Regions from separate parts of the Gossypium hirsutum genome. Here region 1 is linked to region 2. Evidence: chromatin contacts called from public Hi-C data. All regions are on one chromosome and are shown on one strand. Each heading gives the region's core, a stretch centred on a gene start, on an enhancer-like site or on the middle of the called end of the contact. The rest is flanking DNA. Distances are from core to core; before and after follow the strand shown.

What was found. A called contact is a pair of places that touch in the nucleus more often than the background predicts.
Region 1: a Hi-C map of leaf shows a contact between it and region 2, with 8 times the contacts expected there. The contact joins the promoter of LOC107890843 here to the promoter of LOC107890835 in region 2. A contact is called at or near these places in 9 of 34 Hi-C or Micro-C datasets (callus, hypocotyl, leaf and 1 more).

The regions. Positions count from the first base shown.
Region 1 is chrA11:69,177,279-69,183,386 of Gossypium_hirsutum_v2.1, forward strand. LOC107890843 (RNA-binding protein 39) reads right to left here and starts at 2,821. Exons shown (of 15, transcript XR_005905265.1): 1 at 1,738-2,821; 2 at 1,193-1,271; 3 at 998-1,054.
Region 2 is chrA11:68,972,759-68,979,427 of Gossypium_hirsutum_v2.1, forward strand. It overlaps LOC107890835 (protein BRASSINOSTEROID INSENSITIVE 1), which reads right to left and starts at 2,711. Exons shown (of 1, transcript XM_016815415.2): 1 at 1-2,711. The coding sequence starts at 2,474.

The DNA.
Region 1 (6,108 bases), core at 1,571-4,070, 200 kb after region 2:
GGAGTGTCCGCAAGATTATATCGTTTAACATGTGCTTTTAACTCACCCCACATATATAGAATGTTGAGACACAAGAAAGTCATAATACTACTCGAAACTGAAGGCAGAGGATCATATACTGCAAGAGGAAGCAGATGAATCTCAATAATGTGCATTCACATCATTCTAAACATTGTTTTATGCATTAACTTAAAGTTATTATCAGAAATGCATAAAGACAAATGAATTTGAAGGAATATAGCAGATTATGCAAAATGATATTCCCAGTATGCTAAATTCTAGAAATTGCAATAGTGAGTTATTCTAAAGGAAATAAACATGGTATTTCAAGTGTACACAAACTTCCAAAACATTACATTAACATTTTCCCAGATAAATTAATGTGAAATCTTAGCATGCTTGAAAGAAGTTGTTGATAATTCATAGAACAACCAATGTTGTCAAGGGCGAAAGGTGCATCTAGGTACTAGAACCCTTATATTGCCTCAGGCGCAAGGCTCAAAGATAAAAAGAATGCTTACTTAAGCTATGTAGTGCCGTATAAGTATAAGTGCATGCTTTTATATGTGTGTATGATAAGCTTAAGATATACAATCATCATGACAATATCTCTAAAGAATGGTGAAATTTATTTGCAGAAAATGCAAGTATTTTTTGGTCAATATGCATGGTTCTTTACAGTCCCATGCCTACTGTTGAATAGGCAAATATCAAAAAGAGGAGAGTTTGATGCTATCCCCTTTTTACCAGTAAAGCAACATCTAATGAAAAAAAGAAAAATAAAATAAAGAGTAACTTCGACCAGGCAAGCTTTTTTATGCATATTGCCCTTAACAAAAAGTATGCCTAGAAGCACCAAGTGTGTGCCTGATCAAATGCACCTCGCTTGAAAGGGTATTGAGGTGCTTTATTATCAAGCACAAGGAGCAAAGTGTAGATACAATACTGACTACATCCTTCACAAAGAAATAAAATAACCAAGTTAAACCCGACTAACCTTGCCTGCTTTTGAGAAGAATTCATAGACATCTCTCTCAGTTGCTTTTAGAGGCATCTGTCATCAACCAATTCAAGGTGAACAACAATTAATAAATAGTGAAATTTAAAAAAAAATGCATGTTGATACACATAAATATTACATTTATATCATACAATACTTTGAAGATGAAAGCAAAAATAGCAATTTATCTACCTGATAAGCAAAAACAGTTCTCTGGTCCCTCTCAGGATCAGCCTCAGGCTCCACTGCATCTTTCTTATCCTTAAATCTCCTGAAACATCCATGTTCATGAGATAATTCAGGATGCCACTAAAATCATGCTCTAAAAAAGAAAAAAGAACCATCTGCACAAAATTACTAGACATTGCCATCGACATCCTACCAAAAATGCACATACAAAAGGCATTACAGTTCTATAACTCTAAAGGATACAACTAAGGAATCCTCTCACCCTATTTCTTGCATATAAATTTACTCCAAAAAATGAATTCTGAAACATCATAAAAAACAATAAACTTCATCCCTAAGGGGTGAGCAGTGAGCACTTCAACCATGTTTATGTGCTTAGATCATGACAGACAATATAATTGGATGGTATAAACACGATGCAAAAATGCATGTTTAATTGAACTTAGCAGTCATCTAGTCATTTCTACATCTGCATAAACATTACAATACTTCAACATAGGTGCCCAGAAATTCATTTTGCACATATAATGTACTTTTTAAAAAATTACCTGCTATCTCTGATGTCAATTTCACGTTCCCTCTCTTGATCGCGTTCACTCTCGTGTCTCCTCAACCTACTACTGCTTCTCTCTCTCCTATCTCTCTCCCGCTCCCTCTCTAGCTCACGATCACTCTCGTGCCTCCTCGACCTACTACTGCTCCTCTCTCTCCTATCTCTCTCCCGTTCCCTCTCAATCTCACGATCACTTTCGTGCCTCCTCGACCTACTACTGCTTCTCTCTCTCCGGTCTACCTCCCTCTCTTTCTCCTTTTCCTTCTCTCTTTCCCTTCTCTCTCTCTCCTTTTCCTTCTCTCTCCTATCCCTCTCTTTCTCCTTATCTTTTTCTCTTCTTTCTCTCTCCCTTTCCTTCTCCCTCTCTCTGCTACCCCTCCTCTCTAAATCCTTATCTCTATCTCTCTCCCTTTCCCTATCCCTGTCGCGGCTGCTTCTATGGCGGTCCTTATCCCGATCTCGCCTCTCCTCGTCGTCCTCATCGCGGCCGCTTCTCGATTTCTTGCTGCTCCTCTTGCCCTCGTCATCCTCTTCCTCTCTATCTCCATCTCTCTTCCTATAGCTTCTCTCGCTCTTATCCTCCGATCCTCCTCTGTCTTTCGTCTTCTTCGGATCTTCCTGCTCCTCAACGGTTTTTTCCAAATACTCGTACTCGTCGAAATCCATTATTTTGTTTCAAAACTTCCGAGATTTCACCTCTTTTTGTTGAAGGTAATAAAGTTGGAACCTCGAAATATGGTTTGAGAAATTAGGGTTTTGTTGGGGTTCAGCTGTCAATTGCAAGGGTTTGGTTTAATTTGGGTCCTCGAAATCTGGGAATGGGACTTGGGTGCAATTTGATAAAATTGCGTGGGCTTTGAGAGAATTTACCAAGAAGTTTGAAGAAAGATTGAAGAAAAGAAACGAGTAGAAACAAAGACAAACAGCAAGTGATTCCCTTTTCCACAGCACATTCACCGGATACGATATGTGTGAAGTGTGTGAAGTGTGTGAAGCGTACGGAATCTATGGGCTTCCAACTTCGTTGTATACAATATTGGGTATGTTATAGGTTTCTGACAATAAGGGTTGGCCTGTGTTTTAGGGAAAATTTGTTCGTCCTTTTTGTGTATTTGTTTTTAAAAAAATAATTTGATTAATAGAAAATGAAATAAAATTAATGTAAAATAAGTTTTTTTTAAATAAATTATCCTCTTAAAAAGCGTAAGTTATTTTCTATAAAAAAATTTAATTAATTTAAGTTAAGCTTAATAATATTATATTGATAATAAATTTTATTTTTATTTTTAAAAATATTTAAAATTATTAAAATATTAATAAAAATATTATATTTTTAATATTATTAAACATATATATTTTATTATTTTATTATATTGATAATAAATTTTATTTTTATTTTTAAAAATATTAATAAAAATATTATATCTTTCAATATTATTAAACATACATATTTAATTATTTATATTTAGTTATATAATAAATTATTTTTATAATTAATATAATTTATTAATAAATTATTTAATATTTTAATTTTATTTTAATAATAAATTTTAAAAATAATAAATTTAAATAATATTATTCAATATTATTGAAAATATTTAATACTAATATTTTAATAATAAATATTTATTACAATTATAAATATGTTAAAAATATTTTTTTTGGAGAAGAAAGGTTAAAATATGTCGTAAGTCTATATAGTATTCACAAATTTGTAATTTAGTCTCTGTACTTTTATTTTTAATAATTTAGTCCGCCTACTTTTCAATTTTGAAAATCAAGTTCAATTGTTAACTTTTTTTTTTTGTTAATTTTGTTGATATCACATTTTTAAATAAAAATAATCACTTGATAGTCTTATAACTAAAAAATGACGTTGTAATAAACCTAAATTTTAAAAAATGTTTTTAATTTAAATTTATAGATATAAAATAAACTCAATTAAACAATGAAAAGACAAGAAAATCTCAAATGTATGTTTGTTTTATTTAAAACAATTTTTATGAAATATTTTTAATAAATCTGTCAAACAACAGAAAATATTTTACACAAATTCATCCAAAAACCAAAAAATATTAATTCTTCCAAGAAAGTAAGTCATTCTCCAGAAATCATTTTCAGTGAAATAACAGACCCTAACTTCAAACTCTATTATTATATAAGAATAGTGTGATTGTTTCACATAAATTGATTTAGGCCTCAGTTTGATAGATGATTAAAAAATATAAAAAAAATATGGTAAATAATAAGTAGATAAAAATTACTTTATCATTGAAAGGAGAATGTTTTCAATTTATTTATCAAACAATCTAATTATATTCAGTAATTAATTTTAAAAATATATTAAACAAATTTTATAACTTAAATTCAGCACTCAAATTTTCAACATTTATTTTTTCAACATTTAATTTTTCAATTTATCAAACAATACCTTATATAAAATGTTTTTTTTTGCATTTTATTGTATTTGATTCATTAAAAAAATTGACCAACAAAATATTACTTGCAAATGAATGGAAATTAAGCTTTTCCTTTCTCTTTTTTATTTTTATTTTTTTTAATTGAGTTAATTTTTGAAAAACATAAGTTATTTTTTAAAAGAAGTGTTCATTTATGGGTTTTTATTTAAAATTAAATTAAATTAAGCATAATATTATTATATTAATGATAATTTTTTATTTTTTTATTTTTAAAAATATTAAAATATTAATATCAAATATCATTTTCTTTTAATATTAATCTCATTACATGTTCTTATCATATTTGCTCTTTTTTCATACAATACTTAGAACTACCCATAGCCCTTCCCCAACACTTAAATAGGAAGATAATGTGCTTCAGCGCACTTAAACTCACTTCCTCCTGCACTAACAAAAATATCGATGTCAATCAAGTTAACACTCAATCGACAAATATTAAAATGTTGAATAATATCAAACATACTTATTTAATTATTTATATTTAATATAGTAAATTCTTTAATATTACAACTTTACTTTTAATAATAAATTTTAACAATAATATTTTTAAATTTTAAATAATATTTTTAAATAATATTGAAAAATGTTTATATTAATATTTTAACTATGAATAAATATTACAATTTATAGATATTTAATAATAAATAAAATATTATTATTTAATAATATAAATATAAGTATTTGTTTAAATCATGATTAACTTCATTTATCCATTCCAACTCTAATGTGTCATTATTCACTTTCATATATGTAATTAGTTTTCTTAGCCGTGCGATTCACTTATTAAGTGTGTATATCAATTAAAATGTATTAAAAATTTTCTAATTTTTATATAATTTTTGTGAATGATATGAGAAAAAATTCAAATTGATTATTCAAGAAATTGTTAGAAATAATAAGTGAAACAATAATTAAAAGGAATAAATCTTAAAATAATACATAAACTTTGGTTTAATATGCATATTTATACATAAACTTTTATTTTATGTAATTTTATACATGAAATTTTGATTTGATCCAATTCTCACAAATTAATATAGTTATTGATATAGCGCTATTTTATATTTATATATTGCATACAAAAATAATTATATTTATCTAATATATAAATAAGTTGATGTATTTATTTCTTTAAAAATGTATGACTGGATATAAATAAAAATTATTTTATTAAAAAACAATTTTTGGTAATTATTTTTATTTAAATAAATTTTAATTTTTTCCAACAGTTTTAAACCTTTTTTACAAGCTTTAAAAAACATATTTTTTTGAAGTAATTCTATGATTTTATTTATGAAAAAAGTCCCATATTTATTTGAGAAAATAGTTTTTAAGTAATAATTTTAAATTAGAAATTTTTATGTTTAGCACCTTTAAGACATTGATTAAAAATTAGAAAAAAAATGTTTAGAAAATAATGGATTATTTGTAAAATTTTGGGAGTGACATTTTTTTATATGTAACGAAATAATTGTTTAGAAAATATATAAAAAATTGTTTGGTGACATGTTTTTAGGTGGGATTTTTTGTTTCAATATTGTATTTATTTTCTCAAATTTCTGGGTGGAATGTATAGAAGAATGGTTAAATAAGTTTAAATATGTCGTTTTTTTTAATTGGTTAAAAATATTTTTTTTAATTTAAGAAAATAGGTTGATTTTAGAGAGAGTGTATGAAAGTGCATCCAATTGGACAAATTTTCTACTGACATGTCAAAGAAAACGTGCCCAGCTAGAAGTGTTTTCTAAAATTTCTAAAGAAAACGTATCCAATTGGGAATGTTTTCCCTGACATGTCAACAGAAAACTCGCTTAGTAGGACGCGATTTCACACTCTTTCTCTAAAATCGATCTATTTCACTAATTTTAAAAAAGAAGATTTATTTA
Region 2 (6,669 bases), core at 1,461-3,960:
TTCCTTCTTTTCTTTGTTTCTATAACAGCTACGATCAAACCTAAGATGCAGAAGAGACAGACCAGCAATTCCATTCCCACACTCTCTGCAAGAGTAGCTTTTCTGTTATGGGGTTCTCGGTGCTCGGCATTTGAACTAGCCGACCGATCTCTTCCACAGGCAGGAAGAGGAACCCCACAAAGACCTGAATTATTTAGGAAATCATTAGCTGGGAATGTAAGCAACTGACCCATTTCAGGAATCATTCCAGAGAGAAGGTTGTTTGACAGATGAATCTCACTGAGCATAGTAATGCCAGTCAAGGATTGTGGGATCGACCCTTCCAATCGGTTGTAGGAAAGATCAAGAATGCCAAGACCCTTCAATTTCCCAATGACCTGTGGGATGGTTCCGGAGATATTATTGTGGCCTAAGTTTAAGATAAAGAGATACGGCATTGTGCCAATCTCATTGGGAATTGTCCCTGACAGCAGATTGTATGAAAGATCAAGAAAGATCATAGAACCATTGTTGTTGAATGTGGGCTGTGTGAGACCTCCATACACTCTAGTAGTAAAGTTGCAAGGGTTCCTAGCAGAAATTCTGTCCAACTGTTGCTCTCTAATTCCTGCAAATTCTAGTAAATTTCCTGACCCATGGCACTCCTGGCTTCCATCATTCTTGATATACGTAAACCTCTTCCCAGCAATGAAATTGACAGCAATTTTACCAGATTGTTTGAACAGCATAGGAGGGATGGTCCCATTCAAGTTATTAGTATTAAGATCCAACCATATCAAGCTTTTACACTCTCCGAGCTCCAGCGGGATTCGTCCATAGAAGGAGTTATTGCTGAGCTTGAGGATAGCAAGAATGGAAAGCTTGCCAAGCCAAGCAGGAATCTCACCAGTCAACCGGTTGTTGGATAATGAAATCCAATTCAACTTGGTACAGTTGCTTAGGCCAGAAGGTATTGTCCCAGTCAACTCATTGAAGTCGAGAATCAATGTCTCAAGTGTCTGAATGATTCCTAGCTGTTGTGGGATTTCGCCATGGAGCTGATTCATCCAAAGCTTCAAGTCCTTGAGATTGGAGAGAGATCCCAGGCTTGGAGGAATTGTACCCGTGAGGTAATTGAAGCTCAAATGGAGTGAAACAAGCTGAGAACAGTTACTGAGAGTAGGAGGAATAGAGCCAGTTAAGATATTATTTTGCAAATACAGAACTTTCAACCTGTTGGTGGGATTTTCACACAAAGAAGCAGGGATGGATCCTGAAAAGTTATTTGAACTGAGATCCAGGACGGTCAAGTTGGAAAGACTAGACAAAGACTCAGGCAAAGGACCAGAGAAATAATTAAAAGCTAAACCCAACTCCTTCAAGGAACTCATATTCTGGAATATTTCAATGGGGAGTTCACCAGTGAAGTTGTTACTCGATACAGAAAAAGACTCCATAGAAGAGCAAGAACCAAAGCCACTAGGAACCATACCAGAAAGCTTATTTGAAGAAAGATCCAGCTCAACAAGGCCTGAACAACCTTCTGTGAGATACACTGGAATCTCTCCTTCAAACTTATTTAATGCTAAATAAAGGCGCCGTAATTTGGAAGTTGGCAAAGCTGGAATCGGCCCCGAAAACTGATTGTTTGATAGGTTCAAGAACTCTAAGTTCACACACGAAGAAATTGCATGGGAAATATCACCAGAAAACTTGTTGGTAGATACATCAAGATGTTCCAAAGCTAAGCAGTCTCCAAATGAAGGAGTCCCCATTGAGAAATTGTTGGATGAAAAATCCAAAAACTGCAACTTTCCGCAATTCGACACATTTATTTCACCACTAATCTTGTTTCCTTTCAAAGCCAAGAGCTTCAACTCAGAGCAACCACCATAAAGAATCCAAGGAACCACGTTTCCACCAGATAGCTTGTTGAAAGAAAGATCCAGAGCTTCCAAACTTAGCTTCAAACCCCTGGATTCTTTACCCGAAAACTCAAGGCTATTGCTTGATAGATTGAGAACCTTCAAGTTTGTGCAAGAACCCAAGTTGGAAACAGTTGAAAGAGGACCCGACAAGGTGTTTTGAGATAGATCTAAGGTGGTCAACAGGGAGCTACACTTGGACCCAGAAGGGAAAGAAATGTTGCCAGAGATATTGGCCTTCAACAAAGAAAGGGATTCCAGGTTTTGCAGGGATAAAAGGAAAGCAGCAACAATATGAAAATCAATGCTCAATGCTGTGTAGCTGAGATTAATAGAGGAAACTTTGGAATCTTGGCATGTAACACCTTTGAAGCTACAAGGGTCTTGGTTAGCAACCCAGCTTTGAAGAAGAGATGGGTCAAGCAAGCTGGCTTTGAAGTTAAGAAGTGGCTGAGAATCTCTGTTTTTGGAAGAAGCAGAAGCAGCAGCTTCGAGGGAGATAAGAAAGGTGACGGAGAATGTAAGAATGAGGAGAGAAAAGTATGTTGTTGAGGCTAATGAAGGCCTCATATTTGTGGGAAATTTAACTTCTTTCGGACAAGAAAGAAAGAGGGAGAGAGGTGTTTTAGGATATGATGGGTGCCATTAGAGAGAAAGAAGAGAGCTTTGAGATCTGGTTTTAGAGAGAGAGAGAGATGGTGGTATTAATTTTGTTTGGGTTTGGGAAGAAAGAAATAATGGGAGTCAAAAGACAAGAGCAAAGATGGCAAGAAGGATGTATTATCAAAGTGGGGGAATGGAAACAGCTGTTGTTCACATGGCATGTGAGACACTCTCTCTTTCTTCAACAAGTTCAATTCTTGGATAACTAAATTAATATATTTAATCTAACAATTAAGTATGATTAAGTTAATGATTAAAATATTATGTTTGTCTCTCTAGATGGGTGATTAAGTGTATGAGATTAGGGGATGGATGGGTCTCTCCTTATCTTCTACTTATAATAACTTTCCTTTTTCTTTTTGACTTAATATTTAATATAATTCTATACTAAATATAAACTTTTTTTTGTAGTTTCTTAGAGTTTCATCCCTACTTTACTAAAACTAAAATTTTAGTTTAATCAAATAACACATTTAAATATTTTTATTAAATCGTTAACTTAAAATTCGGGCAATTCAACCTAAAAATTAATATCCAATCATTTATATATAACAAATTAATAAAACTAAGCAATTTAAATCCGTATGTTTATCAACAATGAATTTAACTTTTCATTTTTTATTAAGTATTAAATATCTTGATTAATTAAAATAAAGAGATTAATTTGATATAACAATCATAATTACATTATAATAGAAAATTGGGAATAAAAATCATAATTAGACTATAATGAAGGCAACGTAGGTCATAATATTATCTAATAATTCTAAAACTTATATAAATTTTATTTCACATTATAGAGAAATTTAAAAACTCCTATTTAGTTTATTAATAAAATGTCATGTTTTCGTAGAAAAATATCATGATATAATTAGTTGAAAATATATAACTATATGTTATCAAGTTTTTATGTTTGTTCTAGAAAAAATAATTCTAAAAAAAAATGTTTTGATTTGGTTAAGTCTTAGGATTCTTATCATTTTCCTACACTTAGAACACTATTAAAGTGATTGTTTATAAAATTAGCCTGAAAAGGATTATTTATTATTACATAATAAAGAGTTAAACCAATTAAATTTAAAATTGATGAGATTGGTTCCACTATTAATATAATTTTAAAAATTTTAATTAAAATTTATTATTAAATTTATTAGTTTGAAATTTTAAAATTAAAAAAAAACACTTAAAAATATTGTAAAAATAAGACAATAAATTTAAATTTAACAAAAAATTTAAACAATATTAATAATTAAATTTATATTTTAAATAAAAAATATAAATAATGAAATACAGAATTAATTTTCAAATATAAAAATGACATGGGAAGTTGGAAAGTATTTTAACATAACTTCTATTGTAATTTTTTGTTTATTATTCACTCGCTATCATTATCTTATTCTAATGTTAAAAAGAAAGAAAGAGAAAACTTGTTAGACTGTTTGTCTCTCTAGCTTTTGAAGCGTACGTGTGATAAAGGATTGATCCATCACTGTCAATTAATTGGAGATTCCCAATCTCTTAATTTAATAGGACTTCTGTTTTTGGTCACGAGGATTAATCAAAAGTCATTTTGGCATTTATGTACCTGTAATTTTAAATTTGACCACTCCTTTTCCTTTCTTAAATCTGGTCATTTATAAATTTATATTATATTATATTACATTTAAATCATTTGATATTTATTTATCTAAAATTTAAAAAAAATACAATTTATTTAATATAAATAATAAGGGTGAGTGCTCTATATTTTTAATTAAACAAGCAGAGTTATAAATTTGCCATGAGTTTTATTTTATATATATATATTTTTTATTTCTTTATCATGCTATATATATTTGTCATTAAATCAATCTTACTTTTGGAATTTTTAAATTTCACTAGCAATGTACTAATTTTTTTTTAATTTTTAAATTGTTTATATATTTATGATGTTTTAAGCAAGTTATACATCTTTTTTTCTTACTAGAAACTATTTTTAGGAGAATAGAGGTTACATGGTTACCAAAATAGACTACAACGATCAAGAGATAACAAGACCACAATCGACTTGGAGAAAGATGTCACAAAAGGCCCAACTTGAAAAGTCACATGCAACCTAGAGAAAGAAACTATAGACAGATCGATAAGAAAGTGTTAAATTTGGTGTTCTAAGTGTAGTATATTTGTTTATATACTTGTAATTTTTTTCAAACTAATTGGTTCATAAAATTATTCATGAATTACATTTAAATCCTTTGTATAATGTGCTTTATGTGATTTTTGCATGTAAAACAAAATAGAAGCAGATATTAACTCGATGGTTATCTAATGTTTAACCAATAGTAAGTAGTATTACGTGGTCGAATCGTAATATGGAAATACAACTTGTATTAGTAGACGAACATAAACATGTCCTTAGTCTTATCGAAAATGAGCAAACCAGTTGAAAGGCTAATATGTCGTCTATCAAGTCCAATCGGATCAGATGACTCCCTGAAGATAGAGACATATATGTGACTAACTAGATTAACAAGATATTCGACTAGATCCATATAATACCCCTAACCTGTATCCGTTGCCAAAATAGGGTTACAAGATATTATCAAAGTTTACAGAATAATTACACATAATTATTGTCATTTATTATTTATAATCAAGACTAATTATGTTGTCCCTTAAATGGACCCTTGAGGCCCAATTTAAGTATTATAAGTAGGTCGAGACTAAATCAGGAACTCAGAAATTTTTTCGTAAAATTTCAAAATTTTTCCTAGGTACAGGGGTCGCACGTCCGTGTGGTCCCATGGCATGCCCGTGCTTCAAGCCGTGTCTTACCCTGTGTAACTCCTTAACTTGGGTCACGCGGCCAACCACATGCTTGTGTGCTAGGCCGTGTGGCCAGTTTATTTTCCTAAAATTAGGTACAGTTTTCACACGGCAAAGCCACAAACCCGTGTGCTAGGCCATGTGCCTCACACGGCTGAGACACACGCCCGTGTCTTTGATCGTGTGCTCAATTCTGAGCATTCTGCTTCTAAATTTTAAGATGCAACGGACAAAAGGCCAGACTACACACCCATGTGCATTGCTATGTGTCACACACGGCTGAGACAAACGCCCGAGTCTCTGCCCTTGTGGACGAAAATAGGCCATTTAAAAGCCATTTTTCTCACCCTTTTCACAATCAACTTGCATACAATACTCTCATATACCAAAATAACCCAATTAAGCAACCAATACAAACCAAAAATCAAGTTTTAGACCTAACATATCATCATACAACTTAGTTGCATAAACTTACCACATTAACACCATTCATTGATTACTATAAGCTATTACTAAGTACATGAATAAAAACATACATATATGTATTTGTTCCACTCTCAACCATATTACAGGTTTTCTTCTTTTCAATTTAACCCTATACATGCCATATAAACCTTAAGTTGTATAACAAAATCTACCGGAGTTATCTAGATAATGTGAACCGATGTGTTGATCCAATCCTCCAAACTTCTTGAAAATCTACAAAGAACATTGAACAACTAATGTAAGCTTAACGACGCTTAGTAAGTTCGTTGGCACTAAACATAAATCTTTCTGAACATACTAAAATAATTCATTTAAGTAATTCATTTAATATATTATTCCAGCCAAACACAACTTCAATCGATGAATACACTTATTTGAACTTGATATCAATAACTTAAATTTTTCACATTAATTCCATATAACACTTACAACTTTTTGTAAATTAAAAAACGACTTATAGATTTGAGTACATCGTAAATAGAAGCCCGAAGGCTGCACAAAAGCACATAAGTGCTAAATGGAAACCCGTAAGGGCTAAACGGAAGTTCATAGGAGCTGAACAGAAACTCATAAGGGTTAAACTGAAGCTCAAAAGAGCTAAATGGAAACCCATTAGGGTTAAACGGAAACTCAAGTGAGTTAACTAAAGCTCATGTGAGATAAACAAAAAGCAAACACAAAAGTTCGCAACAAATGCTGAACCTCGGTTTACTTGAGTATTTTGTTGTCAATTATTTTCTTGTATAGAATGAATGTACTTAATCATACGTTCCGATCGCTTCGCACTTTCATTTTAATATACGTAGTTTAG